Linked DNA regions of Mus musculus: all the other regions are linked to region 1. A link is a contact called in public Hi-C and promoter capture Hi-C data. All regions are on one chromosome and are shown on one strand. Each heading gives the region's core, a stretch centred on a gene start, on an enhancer-like site or on the middle of the called end of the contact. The rest is flanking DNA. Distances are from core to core; before and after follow the strand shown.

Region 1 (4,897 bases), core at 1,798-4,297:
ATCTGCATGCACCTGCCACATAGCTCTGCCTTGGGCACTGGGGAGTAGTGTCTTCTCAGCTGCCACCAGTCTTGGAAACAACTTTCTCATTCGCCATGTTCTGCTCGAAGTGAAAAAACCACATGACCAGCTTTAAGCTTTGTGATATAGCTTTGCGCTACTCTTACTAATCTGTTTAAAGGATTAGGGAGGAAAGCAAATCTCCTCAGATGTGGTGCTTAAATTCCTTAGGCCGCTTTGATGCGCTTCTTAATGAAGTAGGAAATCCAATTGCAGGATGTATTTGTGCAAGGGAAGAAGTCATTGCACAACTTAAGTTGTAGGGATATGCAGTTATATGCTACTTACCTGTGATGTATGAGACCAAGAATAAAAGCAGTATTCCCAAGGGAAATCCAGCTTGCTTCATTGAATAAGGCAATCCTGGAAAAACATAAAATGCCCCAACCTCACATCAGAAAGGCATCCAGAAAATGCAAAAAGCTCCCACGATTCATATATAAAAGGTAAAAATCAATTATATAAGTGATTTAAAAGTTGTGATGTGGGAATGGGGTAGTCCAAAATCAAATATCAGCATATTAGCACTTATTTCAGAATGGAATGTCATTAGCTTAAGGACCTGTCAAGAAAGCCAGCGCATGAGGTGACAGAAGAAGAATTAAAAAGCAGCACATGAAAACCTGATTCCAGTTCACATAGACAATGCTCATCTCCGGGTGATGGTTAGTGCCCTGGACTCCTCGGAGAAGGACCACCCCTCCCCTCCATGCTGCTGTGGAAAGCACCAGGGCACAGCTGTAGGATCTTAGTGAAGACTGATTCCGGAGCCCAAATGGGGGAACCATGTAGAAAATAGAGAGCATGCGGAGGGACAGGAAAGCAAAGTGACTTTTTCTCAAGGGCAATGGGGTTTATAACATTATTTTTCACTGCTTTGCACATATGGGTCATTTTAGATTATAGACTATAAAATATCCCAAGTAAAATAATTTAAGCACTTCTACCCAGAACATTTCTTTTTCAGAAAAAAAAATCTCTTTTAAATAATTCTGCTGAGGGCAGTGAAGGGGAACATTTTGACTTTGCTAAACTGGATTACCCTGGAAAAGTTTTCCCATCAGGAATTCTAGAATTCTGTCAGGTTGAACGGTTCATACTCCCGTGATACACGGAGACAGGGTTTTAGACAAGCATGTGTCCCTGCTTGCTCCTGCTTTACCTCAGGAACCTCCAAGTTATTGTTCATTTTTAAAAAAATGTGTATATGGATTAATGTGAAGCCAGAAATCACAGCATCTTGTGGAAAAAAAGAAAAAAAAGGAAATTAACTCAGGGCTGGAGGGATGGCTCAGCAGTTAAGAGTGCTTGTTGCTCTTACCATATACCTATTTTCCAGCACCCACATGGTGACTCACATCCATCCTGGAACTTCTGTTCCAGGTTATCAGACACCCTCTACTGACCTCTGTGGGCCCCAGGCATACCTGTGGTATATATATATGCAGTCAAAACACCTATACACACACATAAAATGAAATAAGAAATAAATAAAAATAAAAACAATCCATTTGATAAACTCATACTTTTAAGTAAATTAAAATCTGGAAATTTTATAGTTAAACAGCTACATATTTGGTGGGTATTGCAATAGATAGGCTCTTGTTTTCCTTGCCTTTTCTGAAATGGAATGTCTCCAGCTATAAAAACAATAATAAACACTGGAAAATACTGCTTCTATTAATGGAATGCAATAGCTTTTAAAGTTTTTACTTTTATAGAAGCTTTCCCTTGCTTCTAATTTGTTGGGATAACAGGGGCTATTCTTACCAATTGTAAGCACTGCTGTAAATGAATTCTATTAATAACTAGATGTAAACAGTATTTCATAAGCTCATATTTTAAATTTAAGATCATATAGGTGCACAAGGAGATATTATCTAGTTTAATTTTCATAGGATTCTTAAAAGTCTCCCATTAAGCTTTTGTACACATAATATACGCAGGAATCTGCAAGTTTCACACTGACACTAAGATGGTTTTTGTAATACAGTCTGCTTCAGAAAGAAGAAACAAATGCATTAGTTGACATGATCCACTGACCAGTTAATCTATGAAAAGCCCATTTTCCCCGGCCCCTGTGTAGCCTCTCCCCAACTGGAGGATGCTATTGTCTGATGTGGGGGGGGGGAAACAGTGCAATTTCCGCATAAAGAGGACAGATCATTACTATGATGGAAAAAAATATAAAAGCTTTTGTGGAAGAAAACCCCATTGAAGTTTTACTGAATGCTAGCATCATAATAACACTTTGAAAAGCTTGTCTTTATACTTCATAAACAGAACCAAGCAGACACGGGTGGCTTACCTATTATCCCAGATCCTATAACAGAATTGACTACATTGAAAACAGCGGCAGACTGACTAGATTTCCCTCCGTGTTCATGTCCGGAGATCAGGCTTTCTCTGTCACTCGAGTCTGTCTCTCTCTATTTTAATAGATAAAATAACGATTTTACTAGTTCGAAAAAAAAGTCAGATAAATAAGCAACGCAGGATTCAAACATAGTAATGACATCAAGTTATGCCTATAGTGTTAATAATACATCAATAAGGAGGGAAAACAAGAATGGCCAGCAATCCAAAAGAACTTAAAGTCTATCCTTAAGTCTTCACAAGTCTCCATGTTGAGGCTGCCCAACTGCTTTGACCCAACTCCAGAGTCTGTTAGGAGTCAACCACACGGTTTTATGAAATTAAAGAGGTTATTGGTGTTATTGAAAAGTGTTTGCCAAATCGGTGTAGGTCAGATTAAGTCAGATCTATCCCTTTTTGCCAAACCAAGACCCCAGCATTAAACTTAAGGAGGATGTTGAGCTCTTGCCCTTGTTGCCAGTTTTACCTGCAGAGGACCGCTCAGCTGTGGCTGCTGATAGCTCATGTCTGCATCTGCGCAAGGGCAGGTTCTGAGGCTGGGAAGCAGGCTCCCACCAGGCCAAACTCCCCTGCAGGTTTTGCCCGCTTAAGTTCGCCAGCGAGATGGAAGGAGCCGGTGCAGCGGGTCCCTGGGTACGCTGGGCACTAGGCTGCAGCTCAGAGGTCTCCGCCTTCACGGGGCGGGGCGGGTGCACCCTGCTCGCTGCTGCGGGTGAGGATGCTGGACATTTCTAACCCTGTAGCTCAGACTCCCCTCACTCAGGGCGCACCGCACTGATCTCTCTATCTAAAACTGCAAAGGTACAACCTGTTCCTCCCACAGCGTGCGTTTTCCCTTGCTTCTCTCTCTGTTCCTATGCCAGAGTCTGAAGCCAGCTAAGAACCTAGCAACCCAGCAGCCCTCATCTCCACAGAGTGACATTGTTTACAGGGTGTTCCTCCCCCTACACCTCTTCTTGGATAGAAAAGGACTGTGAAATGTTAGAACTTTTATATTAAGTAGAATTTGGAAGCCTCATAAAGAAATCATCAGAAAGCAAAATACTACTTGGGGGCTTTAGCCAGATTGTTTGCTGTGCATGCCTTAGTCAAAGAGGCCCTGGAAATTTCGGAGAAGGAAAAATTAAGAGAAAGGCGCGATAGATTGATACTGCGGATTCAGGTAATGATCCTTTAAAAAGGAAAAGGGACATGCAGGGGCCAACAAAGGGAGGGTCCCTAGAATACCTAGGCTAGGAAGAACCTTAAATGAAAATTTCTATTTGTCATTTTGTGTTAAACAGGATGAAACAGACCGGAAGATGGGCAGAGAACGTCCTCTGGGGCAAGAAAATAATAATCCATAGATGCTAACGAAACGGAGAGGTTCTTTATATTATTTATTTATTTATTTTATTTATTTATTTATTTATTTTTCGTGACTATTTAAATATGAAAAAAAAGTTTTAATATATAAAGAAAACAAACAAACTGGGTCGTGGGGAGGTGACTTCTCAGGCACCTTGGCATGAAAGCATGGAGACCAGAGTTTGGGTTCTCCAAACCCCTTGACTGCCAGGGCAAGCTGGACAGCTAAGGTTGCTGATGGGCAAACTTTGGGTTAAAGTGAGACATGCCTTCCCCAGTGAATGAAACAGGGATCCACCTCACTCCGGAGCCATCACTCATGCACAAATAGGCATCCACACACACCTACACAGCATGCAAAAGAAAGATAAAAGGTTAGAAAAAACTAGAGCTATTTAAAAATCCTCCACTACTCTGTACCATTAATTGAAGAAGTTTCAACATTTGCCCCTTGCTTTTCCGTTTGTAAAAATGAACACTCAGAGTTACAGTAGAAACACCACCAACTTCTCTTTCCTTGATCCTCACAGCTCTAGAATCAACCAGTTCATGAAATTATCAATATTTTTCCATCTATCATTCGTAAGAATTTATTTGTAACCATAAGTTACACACACACAAACAGCATTAATGGTCTATAATATTGTAAACCACATTCAACACTGTAATGTTTTTTTTTTCAACTTACAGAATTAGAGAAAATATTTGATTTAATAAAAGAACACAGAGAGATGACAAGATATGATACTAGCTTAAATATATGCGAATTTCTGTACCACAATAATTAACAATCAGATACAATTTGAAAGAATATAATACTATCAGTGAATAGCTATTCAGTATAGTACTAAGTATACAAATCTTTAGTAATAAGCGCAGCAAAGTACACAATTGTATTTAATCTCTTCAGAGAAAATCACGACAATCAAGGGATACTGAATAAGGTATTAGTAGACAGATATCCTGTATTCATTAACAAGAAAGGTATGACGTTCTAAGATTATCAATTCTAAGTTTAGCTTGCAATTAATTTTACCACAGGTACCACAAACAATCAGGATTATAAACTGAAATGTTTTTGTAAAACTTAACTCTTCAAAAAGAAAATTTTCAT
Region 2 (4,897 bases), core at 866-3,365, 400 kb before region 1:
GAGGCCTTGCCAGAGCCTTACAAATACAGAAGCAGATGCTTACAGTCAACCATTGGACTGAGCGGTGGGTGGGTCCCCAATAGAGGAGTTAGAGAAAGGACTGAAGGAGTTGAAGGGGTTTGCAACCCCATAGGAAGAACAACAATATCAACTAACCAGAACCACCCCCCCAAGCTCCCAGGGACTAAGCCTTCAACCAAGGAATATACACGGCTCCAGCTGCATATGTGAGGATGGCCTTGTCATGTATCAATGGGAGGAGAGGTCCTTGGTCCTGTGAAGGCTTGATAGATGCTCCAGTGTAGGGGAATTGACGGTAGGAGTGGGTGGTGGGTGGAGGAACAGCCTCATAGAAGCAGGGGGAGGGAGGATGGGATAGAGGGTTTCCAGGATCGGGGAAAACTGGGAAAGGGAATAACATTTGAAATGTAAATAAAGAAAATATCCCATTTAAAAAAGTGCCTGGTCAAAGCAAACAAATCAAGACTCAAGAACCTGAGTAGCCAGGGGTCTAGTTCTGCATACTAGGGCCAGAATGCAATAGGAAAAGATTTGGGATGTTTCAAATAAGTTTGCATTCCTGGACAAAAGTAGCCCCTTATAGTCTCACTAGTGGACATGTCCTAAAGTTGACCTGGAAAGAGATTCCACATTGCCACATATGCAAATCTGCCTCATATATAGGCTTCCATCCAAAGTTATGCCCATATACATATGTGCACATGTGCATATGTGGACACACATAGGTATAAGCTTCCATTCTAAGCTACCCCCACATACTTATGTGCACATGCACATATGTGCACACGTGCACACACACACACATTTCTGTGCATTTGAATCCAATGTACATTATACAGAGTCAAGTCAAAAATCCCTTGCTAATTTCCCAATGACGTCATCCAAGACCTGTCTCTGAATAGTCAGTGTTTTAAGATACATGTAGTCATGTAGGGTTAACTCCTCTTTACATGATACAAACCTTCTCAGATGCTAACAAACACTTAACCACACTTAAGGCAGAAAACCACTGGTTAAGCTTAGGTTGGGCACAATGTTATCCTGATGTCTCCTTTCAGTTTTTAAGTAACCATTTATTCTCAGAATAACCACTATACATGTGTAAGTGAAAAAGTTCAAATCAGTTCACACAGTGAGAAAGAAGGACAAAAGGAGAGGGGAGGAGGGGAAAGAGTGTAGAGATGAGGAGACAGACAAAAGGATGCAGACATGGTGCATCCAGCTGCAACACTCTTATGGAGACAAACAGCATCCACCCACGCATGCACTGTTAGGAACTATTTGTCTTCATTGATCTTTAAAATTTTTTCCCCATAATTTAATGTCTCAGAAACTCAAATGAATTTTACCATTAAAGGTCTGTTGGAGTTTAATGAGAGGTGTGTTGAATGACATTATCATGTGATATATAGTGCCAAACAGCCAATGGTATATGCTATGTACAGTCTCCCTGTGATGTTTACGTATTACTCTATAGACTTTAAGTCACACCTCTGAAAAAAATAACTTTCCAAATCCTAACATTCCCATACTGTGACAGTTCTAGAGGACAACCAATTTATATCCAGGCTGTAATTCTGTTTCCTTTAAACGTTCCCATGTATCTGTGTGAAACCCATAGCGTGCATATTCCTATTCAAAGCACACACACACACACACAATGTTGTCAGAATAATAAGATAATAAAAGTTAGCAGAATTCAGGCTGAACAATTGACAAAGGTCCTAATCTCAGAAAGAAGAAAGCCAAGGCGAGGGAAGAAGTGACTTGTTCAGGCACCTGCTCCCTGGCAGAACCATGGAACCTGTATTGGCTCCACCTAGACACTGTCTGAACTCCTCCCCCACTGCTAGTCCAGTGTCCATGCCTCTTTAAGCTGCGACTGCTTCATGACACGTTCTTTTAAAAGATTAGCAAGCTAAGCATCACACCAGAATATATAAATGAGATGTATGTCACAAAGCACCTAGTTTTTGAATGCCAAAGAGTTGCTTGCGTTTTCATTGTTTTCTGAATGTTACAAAGCATGCAACTATAGAAACAGCCAGCAGAGGGAGGCTTTATTCTGAGTTGGTACTAATACAGACCCCAGATAGATTTTTCTGTCTGGGGCAATGGCTCAGCTTGCTGCCAAGGCTGCATCTTTAAATGAATCCTGTGGGGACATACAGTGGGTGCCAAAGAGAGGAAGAAGGAAACTGACTTCCACAAGTTATTCTCTCACCTCCTCAAAGATGTCCACACTACCCCGAACACACATAGATAGTAAATAAATAAATGTAAAACAAAAAAGCAAATATGTATACTGACAGAAACCAAAAGACTGTTAATTGCATGAAGTTCCTTCTTGATATATTTATAATCTTGTATCAAAGTAGATTTTTTAAATTTCTGAACAGTTGGACGTTTAAGATTAGTTGCTTCTATATTAACATTGAGAAAATATCCTGTGAACATATATACAGGCATAAATATACATGTGTGTTAGAGAAAGAGAAAATATTTCTCAGATCCTGTGATTTAGAATACTGATATCAAAATTTCTCTTCAAAAATTAATTTGGCTGCTAGAGTTAATTTAATTTCAGAAACTCCTGTCGATATTTTCCAAAGTACAGAGACACAGGACAGGTCATGGGGCTTTAGTAACTTTCTGAAAATGTTATGATTACCAAATACTATTTTAATGTCTTTTTTTTGGGGGGGGGGACTGTCTGAAGGCTGAACATTTTTAATACTTTACCAGGGTGGAAATCTTTACATTTTCAGAGGGAAGTAGCATCTGAAATTACCAAAAGCCCTACTTCTTTCTTTGCCAACAAGAGATTATTATTTTTAAATTCTGGCTCAGGCGACTGGGGCGCCGCCAAGAAAGCCAGCCCTTCAGACAGTCCCGAGCAGGAGTCTGAGACTGGCCATCACTCCAGCTATTTTTAATCAGCCTTGTGTGCCAGGCATGGACCAGGCATTGTGGTTTACAAAATAACGTGAGGCTCGGTGCCTGTTCCCATGGAGTTACAGCCCAGGTGTCTACAGTGCTGAGAATACTGGAATCTGATCTGGGTCAGACTGGTGGGGAACTTCAGGAGAACATCTTCTAAATCTTCAACTTCTCATACTTTAAAATGTATGAAGAGCTAACAGCACTCAGTGTTGTATGTTGCATAGTAATCATATTGTGAATTCTAAAGGAAAATCATCTATGGTGAGTAGGTCCTAAGATATCCTTATAGCCCCAGTATATTCTCAGGTTAGCTTAGTCACTGACTTAGAAGTAAGGCTGAGGACACGGCAAGGAACGCCAAGTCAGCGGGTAAAAGTAGATTGGCAAAAGAGGTGAGAATTGTTCCACGTGAAGCATACAGGTAAGAGAAGAAAGTAACACAGCTGTTCTGTAGAGCAGGCCATGCAGTCTGTGCCCAGGCTGCACTGTGGAACAGGGCCACACACAGGATGTTCCATAAAGCAGGCTGCACAGTGTCTATCCAGAATGCTGTGCAGAGCAGGGATGTATAGTATGTGTGCCCAGGCTGTTTTGAGGAGCTTGGCCATGTGGTATGTATTCCTCAGCTGGGGCATGCAGCACGTGAGCTCCCATTGTTCTACGAAAGTTTTCTTTCTGAGAAGACAGGCCTAGCCTACAACCCTGCACTCTGCCATTTATTAGCAGGAGCTTTGAGGATGGCCTTTCTCCAACCAATCTTCCTCGCCCAAAATGGGTTTGACCAGCAGCCTTGGGAGGTTCTTACAAAGATTAAAAAGAGTCTGGACTCAGTGCTAAGCAGATCACAGCTCCTTTGATTTTTTTTTTCTTTTCTTCCTTTGATTTCTACTGGTCTATGAGGATGGCAGAAAGTCTTCCATCTTGCCAAAAGCCACAAGTTAGAGCTGGATAAAAATAATGAAAAGTCCTGGGACTGTGGCTTTTCACCCTAAGGGATAAAACTCTAAGAAGAATAAAGAAAAACAATAATGTTGAGAAATACTAATAGTAGGTCAGTATCCTGTTTTCACAAAAAACAACACTTACACAAATAATACTAATTTCCATCTGAGTCCCCTTGTTTGAAGTGCTTGAGTGGAAAGTGTATCAGATTTCCTTCCCTCCCCCCTCTCTCTCTGGAATATTGCATACACAATGAGCTATCCTAAAGAAAGAATCTCTCTGTAAACACAGAATTCATTTACGTTTCATTTATACACAAAGCCTGTGGGCAATTCTATTCAGTGTCTTTGGTATACATTATTTTTCCTCATGACATCACACGGCTTCACAGAAAATCTTTAAATTTAGGAGTATTTCGTCTTTCGGTTTTTAAATTAAGAATGCTCAGCTTGCATAGACTATGCCTCTGCTATCCGCGTCCTGATTAGAGATGGCTCAGCCCCACTGTCATACAGGTATCCAAGAGCTTTAGCTTACAACTACACAGCCTGCCAGCCATTGACTAACAACCCTACGATACTGAATAATCTAACTGCATATTTTGTTGTACTTCAGTCTGTGCTCCCAGAAAAGACAGATGATAGGGATATATACATGAACATAGCTTAGCAGTCAATTGCTTGCTTTTTTGTTTGTTTAAGTCTCATGGCAGTCATAAACACAGTTACAAAAAAATGAGCAGTATAAAACGAATTTAAAAAGTACACCATCCTTTTGGCCCTGGTGGCATGATATGAAGGATAATAAGTTTCTACTCAATGCATTTGCTACAACAAAAATTTTTATGTAACAACTTTAGCCGGACATTTAAATTCCTGATGATTATAAAGTTTTTTATTTAAAATTTTTTCTCATTCAATTTAAATCACTTATGAAGCTAATAAAACATGATGTTTTAAAGCCAAGCATAGTGGCAAGTTGTCTGTACTCT
Region 3 (4,897 bases), core at 1,447-3,946, 320 kb after region 1:
ATATCTCCAACTGTTTCTTGTGTTCTGTCATTGTGTTTGTGTGTGGACTCCCTATTACAGATATGTGACAGAGTTTGTGGACCTGGGCAATGTCTCAGCGCTGAGAACGTTCAGAGTTCTCCGAGCATTGAAAACAATATCAGTCATTCCAGGTGAGAGCCAGGTTAAACACCGAGGCTGACTTTAGCTGCACTGGTGCACTGCTCACAGCTTTTTTTGGCAAAAGCCTGATTGCTTGTTGCATACTGCAAGACAATGATCAAAAGCAGGAACTGACCCGTTCCAGGTTGGGCAGGTTTGCTTCTTTGCTTTTGACTGGTTGCTTTCTCTCGATCTGTTCTAAATCAGCCTTTGAGTTTAACAAGTTTTGCATGAGGCACTTCCAGTAACAGGCTACCTGGTTTGCATCTTCCAGCATCAAGCTTTCGGCATAGAAGCTGAGATGTGAGACACTTGGGCCAATGCAAATTTGATCAATTAGTTCGAAAACTGGCTACCTCTTTAAGAGGAGATAAGTGGAAAAGCAAGGCGGAGCATGAGCTGCATGGGGCTCAGCTTGCAGATGTCTTTCTTGTGTCGGCCCATTCTCAAGTTTTCAAAGTGCAGACAAAGCTATACCCTTGGAATTCAGTGGTTGCAAGATTTCTCCGTCCTCCTCTACTGATACAGAGTTTTCAAAAATAAAACCAAACCATGATGGGGGTTAGAGAGTAAGACATCTGCAAATAAAAGCAAACTGTTTACATCAGGTTGATCGTCAAGCATGAGTAACACAGTCATTTCTTTTGCTTTAAGGTGTGTGTGTATGTGTGAAAATACATTCGGTTCATTTCCATTTGGTTTTCTAATGTAAGTTTCCATTCATTTCAACCAGCTAGCAGGCTTTTCGTGAAATTTTTATTCATCTCCCAAACATTAAACTAATACTGTTGGCATTCTGCATGACATTTATATTTTTCAGGACAAGCTCATGATATTTTTGTTGATAAGTTCTCTGCTGAATTGTAAGTGAAGACTTCCTCTCTCTGGTTTTATTTGTAGGCCTGAAGACCATCGTGGGGGCCCTGATCCAGTCGGTGAAGAAGCTGTCTGACGTCATGATACTCACTGTGTTCTGTCTGAGTGTCTTTGCTCTCATCGGGCTGCAGCTCTTCATGGGCAACCTGAGGAATAAATGCTTGCAGTGGCCCCCAGACAATTCTACCTTTGAAATAAACATCACTTCCTTCTTTAATAACTCATTGGATTGGAATGGTACTGCCTTCAATAGGACAATGAACATGTTTAACTGGGATGAATATATTGAAGATAAAAGTAAGATATACTCTTGTAGGCATTAAGTTATTTGGTTCTTAAAATATTAAAAATGGAATGTGGTAGAAAAAAAATTTTAGGCTAATTTACTATAACTTCATACATGGACTAAGAATAGCATACATTTTCATTCCTTTTTCTTTATCTAACAAGTGGCATGATGAAAGTAGCCATTTCAACGTGCATGATCTATTCCTAAACCAGAGTTAAAAGTCATCCCACATCATCCTCTATATCAAAAGTGTGTATTGTGGAGGCCTTGGCCAGAAGTTTTCAAACATCTTAATAAGACAGTGGTTAAACTCATTCAGTGCACTATGCTTCAGTGGATTGTTAGGACAATGGGGAGACAGGCTGGAAAAATAGCTGAAGCATGGAGTCCAACCCCTAGCACAGCATAAACAGACACACACAGCAATGTTACAAGTATAACGGCAATTACACCAATAATGCCAGCCTTTAAAAATTAGATGTAGGGCTGGAGACATGACTCAGAAATTAAGAGCACTGTCTGCTCTTCCAGAGGTCCTGAGATCAATTCTCAGCACTGTATGGTGGCTCATAACCATGTATAATTAGATCTGATGCCCTCTTCTGGCCTACACACATACATGCAAACAGAATGCCATCTACATAATAAATAAACAAATAAATAAATATTAAAAAGGCCAGAAGTTCAAGGTAATCCTCGGGTACGAATGTATCCAAGGGTAGCCTGGGCTACATATGACGAAATGATTTGATCCCCCTTGGTTGACTCAGTCCATATGACCTATCTGAATAGAGAAAACATTTTCCAAGGTGAGTATAAACTTGTATACTGATCAGAAAGCTAAGCAAATACGATTTATCCGCGTGCTTATTGAAAAGGTAATGTTTATCCCTTCACATGAGGCTTGGTATTAGAGTTATCATTACCATTTGATTTTACTTGAGACACGGATATGAGAATATGTTACTGTTACGTTACTCTTCAGCTTATTGAAGCCAGCACCTCTGTCACCTGATCACCAACGCTCCTTCTCCATGTACTGCAAGATTAGCCAACTACCGCTATCTCTTGATCACCTATACTCAATGGGGTTGTTTACTCTGAGACACCTTCAAGTTCTGCACATTTTTTTAGAAGAATATGAGATTTTTGTCATAGCTCACTTGATACTAAATTTACAATGTTTACATTCTTACAAAGGTTTTACTTGAAAAGACTCATTAGGAAAAAAATGAGAAAAATCTAACAGCCCCAATAATTTTGAGGTTTTCTACTTACTAATAATATAATTGACAATGAAGAGCTTTTTGCTCATAAATCTTTTCTCTGCTTCTGTACGGCTACAGATGGGTTTCTATTTTTAGGGCTTCAGTGGGAGGGGTTGATTGTGGCTCAGACTGCAGAGACATAGCGTCCAATTGCTCTCCTAAGAGGACACACACCCCTTCAGAGATTCCCCTCAAAGCCACGCTCAACTCACTGAAATATGATGAATAGAGATATTTATCACATTTCAAAATCTTTTTTTGGTAAAGGAAAACAAAATTAACTCTTCTTTTCTATATTCCTTAATTGGTAATTTGGAGAAGTTTAAAGTATGTTTTCAGGCATCAGTGATACATTATACATTTCCTACCACATGCCTTATCTGTTGCTATTCTTACTCCTTGTTTTACCAGGTAGTAACATTTTGAAGGAAGCCATATTGACTATTTATTAGCGATTGTCTTTTATCTTGGCAGGTTTATTTTCCAGCTTATTTTTCATCTTAGTGCTTGTTTGGGGATCTCACACCTCTAATTTTTCAGGCAACCAAATCATCAGTATCGTTTGCACATTTTTTTCCTGTTTTTGTGTTTCTAAAATGCTCCTTATTAAGAGGAGTAAAATGAACATCTAAACATTTGGCCTCTACACCAGCCACATGTGGTTTTGGTAGTGTGTTAGTAGGCATGCCTTTAAACTCATCACAATCTCGACTTTTACAGTTTCACGTAAAGGACTAAAAATAGTTTGTAAAATTATGACCTAGATTTTCCTACATAATCTATTCATACAATCCTGGAATGCAGGGCTTATGTATTCTTAAGTATCAACAGAGCAAATTTTAAGGGGTATGTGTGTGAGTGTATGAGTATGACTGTGTGTGTGTTTGTTTATGTGTGTTTAGTTCCTGAGAGCATTTTTGCAATGCCCTAAAATTATATATTTCATACCTTAAGAATAACAAGTTGCATGTATTTAGACAGCTTACAGTTTTCCAAGCTAAAAAAAAATGTGTTTTGTTCATTTCAAAGACAGAAGTTAAGCAAACAAGCAAGCAAACAAACAAGCAAATATTATAAGGAGGGAAACAAACACTAAAGCCCACTTCTCATGTGAAATTAAATAAAAATTGGCAGAAAAAAATCTACATCTATATCGAGTCTAGGTGAAAAGTATGCACTGAGAAAGAAGCCTTGCCTTGCTCGCATGCTGGGCCAAGCAAGCTGACTCAATGCCATGGCTTTCTCTTGAAGCCTTCCCTCAGCAGTTTGAGTTTGTGTTTGTAATAAATACTGACCTGAAAATGCTATTTTATTATTAATATTATTATTATTGTTCTTATTATTGCTTCTGGAAAAGTTTCTTTCTAAATTAATTTTTCTAAACATTATTTAAGCAAAGTACCATTTATAGTTGTTTGATAGTTCCTAAGGAGGCAGGGGGGGGGGATGTCCATTTAGCCATGACTTTCAATCATTTTATCTACTTTTTATCACAGCTAAACACATTTATAAGCATCTTTACCTCAACCCAATGATCGAATTTAAAACCTTTTAATGAGTATTTTTTGCTCTTTACATAGGTCACTTTTATTTTTTGGAAGGACAAAACGATGCTCTGCTTTGTGGTAACAGCTCGGATGCTGGGTAAGTTGTATCTCTGTTTGACACTCAGTCGACCTCTGTAATCTGCCACATACTGCACACCTGGTCCCTACTCAGTCCCCATTCAAACTCCTCTAAAAATTATCCTTCATGCTGACTCACAGAATAGCCAGGATACGTGTGGATTCTCACCTCCTTCACACACAGAGAAGCAGCAATTATTGTTCCATACTAGGTCACATCTAATCTTCTAAATTAGCACACTGGAAAATAGACACTCAGAGTCGATGCATTAGAATTCATAATCACAGACCAGAAAGTGTGATTATTTATTTAAGCTAATCCTATCTCCATGGCTTAAAAAAAAAAATCCATGAAGGTCGTGTCACCTTGAAACACAAGGTGACAATCTGCCTACCATATTTCAGCAAAGCAAAGTACATAAAATAGACTGGAGTTTCCTCATACATTCAAATTCTGACTCTACCATACTTAGTCATTTGGCTTGCCCTGTGTTTTTCCCATGTACAAACTGTCACTGTAATAATTCCACTGATTAAATATGTTAGTGAATGTATGGCTACAATAGAGAAGTTTTAGTTATGCTTAACACTGTGGTGATATTTGTAACTAAGAAACGTCACTCATGTGATAGGTAAGGCAAGCATTTTAGTCCCCCAAATACTGGCACAGTACTAAATGCTTTCTATACAGTATCATA

Evidence for each region. Promoter capture Hi-C pulls out the DNA fragments that hold promoters and counts their contacts. A called contact is a pair of places that touch in the nucleus more often than the background predicts.
Region 2: a contact with region 1 is called in a promoter capture Hi-C map of hippocampal neurons, with 3 times the contacts expected there. The contact joins the enhancer-like site here to the promoter of Slc38a11 in region 1. A contact is called at or near these places in 9 of 39 promoter capture datasets (the 3T3-L1 cell line, the C10 cell line, frontonasal cranial neural crest and 3 more), 1 of 484 Hi-C or Micro-C datasets (the 3T3-L1 cell line) and 3 of 9 other capture datasets (adipose tissue, liver and macrophages).
Region 3: a contact with region 1 is called in a Hi-C map of cortical neurons, with 3 times the contacts expected there. The contact joins the enhancer-like site here to the promoter of Slc38a11 in region 1. A contact is called at or near these places in 2 of 39 promoter capture datasets (pre-B cells and stem cell-derived epiblast-like cells), 1 of 484 Hi-C or Micro-C datasets (cortical neurons), 2 of 115 datasets of contacts at active chromatin or transcription factors (both in embryonic stem cells) and 2 of 9 other capture datasets (adipose tissue and pancreatic islet).

What each region holds. Positions count from the first base shown.
Region 1 is chr2:65,360,979-65,365,875 of GRCm38.p6, forward strand. Slc38a11 (solute carrier family 38, member 11) reads right to left here and starts at 3,048. Exons shown (of 12, transcript NM_177074.2): 1 at 2,903-3,048; 2 at 2,369-2,489; 3 at 349-423. The coding sequence starts at 2,941. It overlaps Mir6337 (microRNA 6337), which reads right to left and starts at 3,422; the gene lies at 3,318-3,422.
Region 2 is chr2:64,963,581-64,968,477 of GRCm38.p6, forward strand. All of the region lies in intron 2 of Grb14 (growth factor receptor bound protein 14), which reads right to left. Among named protein-coding and RNA genes, the nearest start is that of Grb14, 57 kb to the right of the region's middle. Within about 2 kb of position 2,116, at least 22 of the 459 cell types and tissues checked have an H3K27ac peak or open chromatin away from gene starts, as enhancers often do. A contact at or near this core is called in hippocampal neurons and liver, where this site is marked.
Region 3 is chr2:65,682,630-65,687,526 of GRCm38.p6, forward strand. It overlaps Scn2a (sodium channel, voltage-gated, type II, alpha), which reads left to right. Exons shown (of 27, transcript NM_001346679.2): 6 at 61-152; 7 at 1,042-1,314; 8 at 4,155-4,218. Among named protein-coding and RNA genes, the nearest start is that of Scn2a, 64 kb to the left of the region's middle. Within about 2 kb of position 2,697, at least 10 of the 459 cell types and tissues checked have an H3K27ac peak or open chromatin away from gene starts, as enhancers often do. A contact at or near this core is called in cortical neurons, where this site is marked.